Regions from separate parts of the Sus scrofa genome. Here all the other regions are linked to region 2. A link is a contact called in public HiChIP or PLAC-seq data. All regions are on one chromosome and are shown on one strand. The core of a region is the stretch at or near the end of the contact, and the rest is flanking DNA. Distances in the headings are between cores, read along the strand shown.

Region 1 (2,997 bases), core at 121-2,620, 280 kb after region 2:
CCTCCAGCTCAAGGCTGCCTCCAAACTCCCTCACCCACGCCCCTTCCCCAGGCGCCAGTGCTTGCAGCTCTAGGGCCTGGTTCACAAGTGCGGCTCAAGCATCTCCCGGCTGGTTCTTCAGAATGCAGTTCTGGAGGCCTGTCTGCCTGGACCCCCCCTGCAGGTGTGGAACCAGCTCCCCAAATCCAGATAAGCCGTCTCCCACTCACCCTCTCCCCCTCAAGGCAGGTACCAGGCTTATCCCTCTCCCCCAGCCCAGCCCCGCACCCCCCTTTTCTAATAGAAGAAAAATGAATAACGGCTCTCTCTCTTCCCTTCTTAGCTTGAAACAACTCAGATATAGACAAGAGAGTCAGAGCCTCGAAACCCAGATCCTACCTGTGCTGCCCTTAGAGCCCAAGGGAGAAGACACAGCCTCCGCGCGTGGCCACAGGGGGCTGCCACTCTAGGCCGGCTCGCTCTGTGGGATGCAGGCAGGTTTTACACTCAGACCGCCCCTGAAAAGGCTGCACCCTCGCCCTGCTAGAAAGGGGAGGGGACCAAGCCACATCCTGCAAGCAGCAGAGCCCAGGAAAGTGAGAGAAAGCACAGCTCAGTTCCTACAGCCAGAGGGTGTGAGAAGGTAGCAAGGCAGGTGAAGGGGGGCCTCTGGGGACAGAGAAGAGAGTGATGTATTAAGAGTCGGGGGGGCAGGGACAGGAGGACCAGGAGCGGTCCTGCTGGAGAGACGAGGCTTTCACCTGCACAGCAGCGCGGCTGAAATTGGAGGACGTAGAGATGAGAGGGCAGCAGAGACGGGGAGGCGCGAATCTGCACTGGAACGCGATCGCCAGGAGCTGGGGCTTTGCTACCGTCATCATCGCCATTCGCATTGGCATTCACGGCCAAGGCAAGTGGAAGTTCCAGGGCCGGAGATCAAGCCTGAGCCTCTGCAGCCCCCGAACTGTTGCAGTCAGGTTCTAAACCCACTGCCTCACAGCAGGGGCTCCTCTTTTTTTGACTACTGGGAACCTGCCGTCTGCCTCTACACGGCCTGCATCACCAGCCACTGCTGCTGCAGCCCCGTGACACCCCCTGAAAGGAGCTCGGGGTGGGGGCCAGGAGGGAGGCCCTCTGTGCTCTGGGAAAAGCGGTAGAACAGCTCTTCAGACAGGAATTTTTAGGAGATTTTATGAGCGCGACTCTTGCATCTCCTCACATCTAGAGAAGCACTCAAATTCTTCGTGGGGACACCTGCTCCTTGGGAGTAGCAGTGACCATCACGAGACCGGCAGCGACCTTCGGTAGCGTGTGTGTGTGTGTGTGTGTGGTGGGGGGGCAGATGCCTGCGCCTTCACCACAATCACATCCACGCTGACCCCCCCCGGCACCCCCGCCTCTCAGGAGGGGTGTCTCAGAGCTCTCTGAATGCTGCCTCCTGGGTGACAGGCCTCATTTCGCCCCACAGAAAACTTAACACTCAACTTTTAAATTGTGCATGTTTTTAAGTTAACACTGCCATATCCTCCGTGTCACAAAGATTCCCTGGCACATAGTAGGTGCTTTTGCTACAGTCTGAATGTTTGTGTCCCCTCCAAAAGTCATATGTGGAAATCCTACCCCCCAATACTGCCCCCCACCCCCCCGCTCTGCGGTGGGGGCAGAGGAGAGCGGGGGACTCCGGAGAGACGTTGGCAGAGAAGAACCGGGGAACTCGGCACACCTCGGGCCCTGGCCCCTGCTGGGACCTGAGGTCTCAGAAATGCCATGTTCTGGGCTGTGTTTTCCTAAAAGGAGGAAGGTAAAACCCTCAGTGTGAAGTCCCCTCTCTTTTTCCGCTTTGTGGCAAGGCCAAGGACAGAAACAGGGCCAAATCCCTGAGCCATGTCTCCTGCGGCCACCCTCTCCTGGGGCCCAGGGCGCCCGGGGTGGGGCCCCACAGTCCCTCAACTCTAGCAGCCCGGCCCCTCCTGCCTGGCAGCGGGTGTTGCCCCGGCGAGCCAGTGGGCGGGGCGAAGCAGATGCAGCCACCGGGGCCTGTGCACAACTGGGAACCAGCCGCCTGGGGAAGGAATTTGCATAATAAGGATCGTTTGGTACCCAAGCTGTCCCCTGAAGTGAACTGCATGGATCTCTGTACAGTTAACAAATTTCACTTCTTCTTTCCCATGTTTTGTCAAACCAACTAGATGTGACGTCCGAGTGTGTGAATTGTCCAAAGATGTTTTGTTTCTCCCTCCACGAGTCAGACCTCCTCTCTCTGCTCTGCCCAGATGGTCCCTGGCATCCGTGGACAGCCCTGCAGTGCCTCCTCCCCTGCCCAGGACCTCACTCCTCGCTCTCCCTGGGAGGGGCCACGTGGTGGCTTCCAGACTGCCCAGAGGTGGGCCTGCCCCTGCCCCTGCCCCTGCCCCTGGGCGGCAGCACCACCCCGCCCCAGCCTCTCGCTGCTGCTCCCACACCTGCAGCAGCTTCCTCGTCACCATCATCCCTCCCGCTTCCTGTGGGCGAGGGCGGCCCGAGGCCCCACAGCAAGGAGGGGTCTGTGGTTTCAGGCCTCAGTATGATTCCCCTTTCAGGCCCTCCTCCCTTCTGGGCACTGCCCTTCACAGAACCCTCATGGCTCCCTCTGCCCACGCCCAGACCCCACCCCTCAAACATCACAATTCTTTTTTTATGTTGCCTTTATGTCATCCTGCAGGAAAACAAGTGTATGTGTATGTCCACAGCTATAAATATACCATAGGAACAGGTATGAGCCCAGGGGCCTGTCACCATCACTGTGGGCCTGGGGGGCAGGGGGGGGCGGCAGGAAGCCTGATCCGGGGTTCAAGTCCACACCCTCCAGAATGGCACGCAGCCTCATCAAGACCTGACCGCTAGCCCATCTCTCTCAGCTCCTTCCAACCTCCAAGGCAGCCTGACTCCCAGGCTCCCACACATGGCTGGAATGCTCCCCAAGCCTCGCCACCTGCTAAACCTCAACAGAGGCATGCCACAAGGCCGAACTCTTGTCCC
Region 2 (3,068 bases), core at 372-2,871:
TATTTTGATACGTGCATTCTCATTTGTTTCATTTTTTTTAGATTTACATATAAGCGAAGTCAGGTGGTATTTTTCTCTTATTTCACTTAACATAATGCTCATTGGAGCAAATGGCAGCTTTTGTTATTTTTTATGCCTGTGTAATAGTCCACTGTCTTCTTTATCCATTCATCTATGGACGAGCACTTAAGTTGCTTCCATATCTTGGATATTGTAAATAACACTCCAATTAACATAGGGGAGCGTACTTCAGATTAAAATTTTAGAATGGTATTGTTGGCTCATATAGCAGTTCTACTTGTAATTTTTTGAGGACTCTCCATACTGCTTTCCATAGTTACCGAATCAATTTACATTCCCGCCACAGGGCACCAGGGTTCCCTTTTCTCTGCAGCACCACCTTGAACATTTATTTGCTGTCTTTTTGATGATAGCTACTTTGACAGGTGTGAGGTAACTGCTCACATGGTTTTGATTGACATTTTCCGGATGGTTAGTGACAGCAGGCATATTTTCATATGCCTGTATACCTTCCTTGGAAAAATGTGTATTCAGATCCTCTGCCCATTTGTTAATCAGATTGTTTGTTTTTTGATATTGGGTTGCATGTTGTTTATGTATTTTGGATATTAACTCTTTATTGAGTATATATTGCTTGAAAATATCTTCTCCCATTCAGTAGCTGGCAGTCAAAAGGTACAAATTTTCTAGTTGTTAAGTACTAAGGAATGCACTACACATATGATTAATGTAATTAACACTGCTGCATGACATTTATGAACTGTTGAGAGAAAACCCTAAATTTTCAACACAAGAAAAAAAAATTTCTATTTAATTGTGTACCTAATCATTCCCTAAACTTATTGTGATAGTCACTTCATGATGTAAATCAAATCATTACGCTGTATGCCCTAAAATTATACTGTATGTCAATTATATTTCCAAAAAACTGGGAGAAAAAAAACAGGATCCTTAAACCTGGAGGAAACAGGGTTGAGAGGGAAAAGAGGAAGGCAGGGCCAGACTGGGAAGGTCTTTGCAAGCCTTGCTGTGACACTGCAAAAACCAGGAAGCGAATAAAAGATTTATTAAAAAAAAAAGAAGAAGCCTGTGTTTTCTAGGTAAAACCAATAGATGGAGCTCCACAACCACGAAAATTACAAAACCTTGGGCTGTCTACTCATTTTGAAATATACTGAGATCCCGAGCCCAGTACATCATGGAAAACTGGCAAAGGAACATGGGCTGATTCGAGGGTTACTAACAGCCAATGTAACCTTAAACCTTGAACTGTGGGTGTTTTAACGACCTCTCCAGCCCATACGTCATCAATGTCCAGTCCTCTGCTCCGCACCTACACCCTATTCAGTGTACAGTGGGTGTCGGTGATACAGGCCTTCCCATCAGCAGGTGCAGGCACGTGACATACGAAAACCTCCGGGAGCCTCGGGAGCCGTCCGCCGCCGATGCCGACGCCTCACCTGACGGGGGCGCCCGCAGCACCAGCGCGGAGAGCAGGAGGACCACCGCGGCCCGGGAGAGGGGGGAGCCTGCGGCCCGGGCCCGCCGCCAGCCCCGCCGCGCCCGGTCGGGGGCCGAGGCCTCCATCCACACGCCGCCGCCGCCTGCCGACCGTCGACGCAGAAGGTCGTTAGGGGGCGCGCGCGCCCGCCCACCCTCCGGATGCTGGCGGGCAGCGAACCGGAAGGAGGTCGGGAGAAGGGCCACCCCTTCCGCCGGGTGGGGGCGGGGCCAGGGGCGGGGCCCGGGCTGCCCTCGGGCCGCTTCCTGTAGATGCCAGGCGAGCTGGTCAAAGCCGCCCGCCTGGGGAATCCGCCGCCGCTAGGGGAACTCAGAGGGCATGAGGGATCTGTGGAAGGTTCTGGACCGGATGGAAGAGCCACGGACCCCGCAACCCGCGCCGAGCTTGGCGCAGGCATTCGTGGGCCAGCACGGACCCTGAACAACAGATGGGAGGGTCACGTGACTTAGCCGTGGTCCAGCCCTTGGAGGCCTTCTCCTGATGTCACCTGTGGACCTGTGGGACTTAATTGGGAATGAAAGTGGGTCCTTGGCCACGGGTAGAGTGGAGCAAACAGCCTTGGATCAAACTGACCTTACTGCAACGCTCTGCCTGGAAAACTGTGTTTTATCATCTAAATTCAGGAAGATGTATTAAAGCATCCTTACGCCTAAGTGGCCACTTATAGCCAGAACGTGTTAAAACCCTCTACTTCTCTGCAGCTGGAAAGATTTGCTTAACATGAACAGAACTACCGTGGAAGTACATCTTGTGCAGTTGGTGCAAATACGTAGAAAAAGAATGACGTTTAAGCAACTGAAGAAGAGAGAATACCTGTAGCAGGAAGAAATGAGTGATTCAGAGTCCACCGGAAACCATCACGGGGCGTTCTTCGCTCAAGGAAAGGGATTTCACACTGACCACCTAACTACCCAAGTCAGCCTCCCTGCTTGTTTGGTAGCTTACCTCAAACGTTGCTGCCTTCCCGTGTGTTTTGGTTGCACCACTGATATCATCACCCCGCTGTCTTTCCGTTGGCCTTCTTTATATGTCCTCAAAGCTAAGATCTTGTCTGTTTTGCCACCATCTTGATTTGACCTCAACTCCTAGGATAGTTCCTGGTATAATGTAAGCATTCAAATAGTCATAAATTTTAAAAAGAAAAGGAAAGGGAGTTCCCGTTGTGGCTCAGCAGGTTACGAACCCAACTAGTGTCCATTAGGATATGGGTTCCACCCTTGACCTCTCTCAGTGCATGAAGGATCCAGGGTTGCTTTGAGCTGTGGTGTAGGTCTGCATACATGGCTGAGATTTGGCGTGGCTCTGGCACAGGCCGGCAGCTGCAGCTCCAATTTGACCCCTGTCCTAGGAATTTCCATATGCAGCAAATGTGGTGTGCCCCCCCCCCCCGCAGCCATGCAAAGAAAAGGAAAGAAAAAAGTAATAGAAAGGGTTAAGGCTTCTTTTTAATACCAGAACCAGGACGAAGACATGTCTTAAGGACTACGTAAAAATCCTAAGTCCTTGGTTCTTACTAAGAAAATGA
Region 3 (2,916 bases), core at 241-2,740, 300 kb after region 2:
TCTCTGCATACTTTTTGAACAGCTTGGCAGCACAGACCTGGGAGATCTCGGCGTTTGCCCATGCATACTGAATACGGAGGACCTGTGCTCTGAAGGCGTCTGCCTTCTGTCCTGGTGTACACGTGCCAGATGTAACTGCAAAGTGATGCTTCTGCCACTCACTCAGGTGTGCAGACCTGGAGCTGGAGGCCTGCATTTTGCAGGTTCTATACCAAATGACAAAGATGAAAAAGAATCAGTATCAAGAAAAAAACAAAGACAAAATACCTTAATCGTACTTTTTAAATCTCTGCTCATCTGAAGGAAGGGACACGGGGCTTTTTACTTAAAAAGGAAATTTATAAAGAAAGGCCGCCTATAGGGGGAACATCTAATCAACCACAGCTTTCAAGCATTCAGGATATAAAAGAATAGATGTGACTTAAAAATGCTCTGCTAGGGGTTAAACTGTTTCAGTTACATAAACGATTTTCCCTGTGAATACGGAAAATACTCGTAAGGTTTAAATGGAAAGGACCGAAAATTAATCAGCAAAAAGGCAGGCAATATGGAATAACGGGACTACAGACAAAAAAGCAAAACAAACCAAGCCAAGCCCAGCGTTTGGGTCTGGTCGCTAAGAAAAATCAGACGAAGGATCCCATGCGAGCCTCTTACTATCGACGGGCCTTCGGTTTTATCTGTAAAATGGGAGACACCACTGTGAGAATCAAGTCAAATGATGAATATGAAAACACTTGAAAATTACTCTTGCCATGCCTACTGCGCAAGTGTAACAGGCTGAGAGCGTTTCAGAAGCTCAGCTCAAGTCCCAGCGGCCGTGAGCAAAGGTGCCTGAATCCGCACACAGGCAGGCACTTCACCTACCGGACGGTCCTGATGCTGCCACCAAGGGCCACAGCAACCTAGGTCATCACTACGCGCTACCACACCAAGGGTTCTGCAGGCTTCGCAAGTGAGCACCTAAGGCCGGACGCCCCAGAACCTCTCCCGTTCCCACCTTCCCAAGAAGCCCCTGCGAGCGCGCCCGGCGCCCGGACGGGCTCCCGTCCACTCGGACGCAGCCGCCGCAGGCCCCGCCATCCCCGCGCTCTCTGGCTGCCGGAGGCAGGACGGCACGACCCGGACCGGCACTCGGCTGGCCCTTCCCCTCCGGGTGCGGGCGGCCACCGGCCTCAGGCCCCGGCACGACTCGCGCGGGCTCTCCCCGCGGGAGCCTCCAGGAGCGCGCGCCGCCCGCGCCCCTCTCCGCGGCCCACCCGCCGCACCCCCGCTCCAGAGGCAGCTCGGGTCCCGACGCCGCTGGGGACGTGCCCGCCGCGAGAGCCCACCCGGGCCGCCGCCCGGGAAACCGCTCACGCTCCTCGGCCCCACGCCCCCTCCGCGCCCCGCCCCGCTCCGGCCGCCCTCGGTCCCTCCGCGCCGCCCGGACCTGCAGCGGCCGAAAAGCGCGCCGGACAGTGTGCGCCTGCGCACTGCAGCTACGGCGCGAGACGGCGCCGTGCGTGCGTGCGTACGTGCGAGGGCGGGGCGGGGCGGGGACGCGTGCGGCGAGGCGGGGGCGCGCGGGGCGGGGCGCGCGGGGCGGGGCGGGGGCGCGCGGGGCGGGGCGGGGCGGGGACGCGTGCGGCGAGGCGGGGGCGCGCGGGGCGGGGCGGGGACGCGTGCGGCGAGGCGGGGGCGCGCGGGGCGGGGCGGGGCGGGGGCGCGCGGGGCGGGGCGGGGGCGCGCGGGGCGGGGCGGGGGCGCGCGGGGCGGGGCGGGGCGGGGGCGCGCGGGGCGGGGCGGGGCGGGGGCGGGGCGCGCGGGGCTCTCCCGGGAGCGGAGCCCCAACCCCGTCCCCGCGGCTCTGTGGCCGAGCGCCCCTCCTGACACGTGGGCATTCTCTCCTGCCCTGCGCTCCTTGGGGACAAGCAACTAGGGTACGAGCAAGTGCCCGTTTATTCCCGTGGACTGTGTCCCAGAACAGGATAGCCCCAGCAACCCACGTGGTAGCTAATGTCACCGTGTGGAGGCTGGCAATTCCAGGTCTGATGATATGACCCGAGGGCGTCAGGAAGGAGCATCTTCCCATCTTCTTCCTCCCCTGTTCCAAGGGAGCCCCCAAGGGAAACAGGTCACATAACCCTCTTTATTTTCAGGGAGCCCCCACAATCCAAGGAAACAACTCACATAACCCTATTTCTTTGTATTTATTTCTTTATTATTATTATTATTATTTTTATTTTTTTGTCTTTTTGTTTTTTCTAGGGCCACACCTGAGGCATATGAAGGTTTGCAGGCCAATCGGAGCTGTAGCTGCCGGCCTACGCCACAGCCACAGCAAGACAGGATGCCAGCCGGGTCCTCGACCTACACCACAGCTCATGGCAATACCAGATCCTTTACCGGCTAGGGAAGGCCAGGGATTGAGCCTGCACCCTCATGGTTCCCAGTCGATTCCTTAACCACTGAGCCATGATGGGAACTCCTCACATAACCCTATTTAAAGCAAGAAGGGGCCAAATGGGGAGAACTGTCCATACTTCTGTCTGGGAAAAAGGAAGAAGCCATTTCTCAGAAAGCCCCAGTGGCCTTCCTCTTGGTCCTGCGGCTATCCTTTCCCGGAGAGTGAGTGTCCGGGACAGAGGATGGGTAAGATGACTGTCCAGGGGCAACTAAGAGCACATGACACTGAGATTCAAGACCTGAAGAAGCGTGAGGCAAAACATTTTTAAGACCCTTCTTTTATGATTTTTTTTTAATGGGCACAAAATAATGAAAGGGATTAGACAATGCCTTTTTAAAAATAAAGGCTTTCAAGGCAAAGAGCTCATAATTCATCTCTTGGCTTAGATAGTAATAAAAGATTCTTATTGTTCATTCTTTACTGTTTAATTATTATAACTACCCAGAATAAAAAAAAAAAAAGAAAAG

The links. HiChIP or PLAC-seq counts read pairs in DNA pulled down with a chosen protein or histone mark.
Region 1: an H3K27ac HiChIP or PLAC-seq map of alveolar macrophages shows a contact between it and region 2. The contact joins the enhancer-like site here to the promoter of ZPBP in region 2. A contact is called at or near these places in 4 of 5 promoter capture datasets (fetal liver, fetal skeletal muscle and liver), 7 of 47 Hi-C or Micro-C datasets (alveolar macrophages, embryonic fibroblasts, epiblast stem cells and 4 more) and 1 of 2 datasets of contacts at active chromatin or transcription factors (alveolar macrophages).
Region 3: a contact with region 2 is called in an H3K27ac HiChIP or PLAC-seq map of alveolar macrophages. The contact joins the promoter of FIGNL1 here to the promoter of ZPBP in region 2. A contact is called at or near these places in 3 of 5 promoter capture datasets (fetal liver, fetal skeletal muscle and liver), 6 of 47 Hi-C or Micro-C datasets (alveolar macrophages, embryonic fibroblasts, heart right ventricle and 3 more) and 1 of 2 datasets of contacts at active chromatin or transcription factors (alveolar macrophages).

The regions. Positions count from the first base shown.
Region 1 is chr9:136,467,876-136,470,872 of Sscrofa11.1, forward strand. No RefSeq gene overlaps it. Among named protein-coding and RNA genes, the nearest start is that of FIGNL1, 19 kb to the right of the region's middle. Within about 2 kb of position 1,371, at least 20 of the 83 cell types and tissues checked have an H3K27ac peak or open chromatin away from gene starts, as enhancers often do. A contact at or near this core is called in alveolar macrophages, fetal liver, liver and 1 more, where this site is marked.
Region 2 is chr9:136,185,123-136,188,190 of Sscrofa11.1, forward strand. ZPBP (zona pellucida binding protein) reads right to left here and starts at 1,622. Exons shown (of 8, transcript NM_214106.1): 1 at 1,482-1,622. The coding sequence starts at 1,608.
Region 3 is chr9:136,486,772-136,489,687 of Sscrofa11.1, forward strand. It overlaps FIGNL1 (fidgetin-like protein 1), which reads right to left and starts at 1,491. Exons shown (of 3, transcript XM_005667897.2): 1 at 1,433-1,491; 2 at 587-680; 3 at 1-206. The coding sequence starts at 196.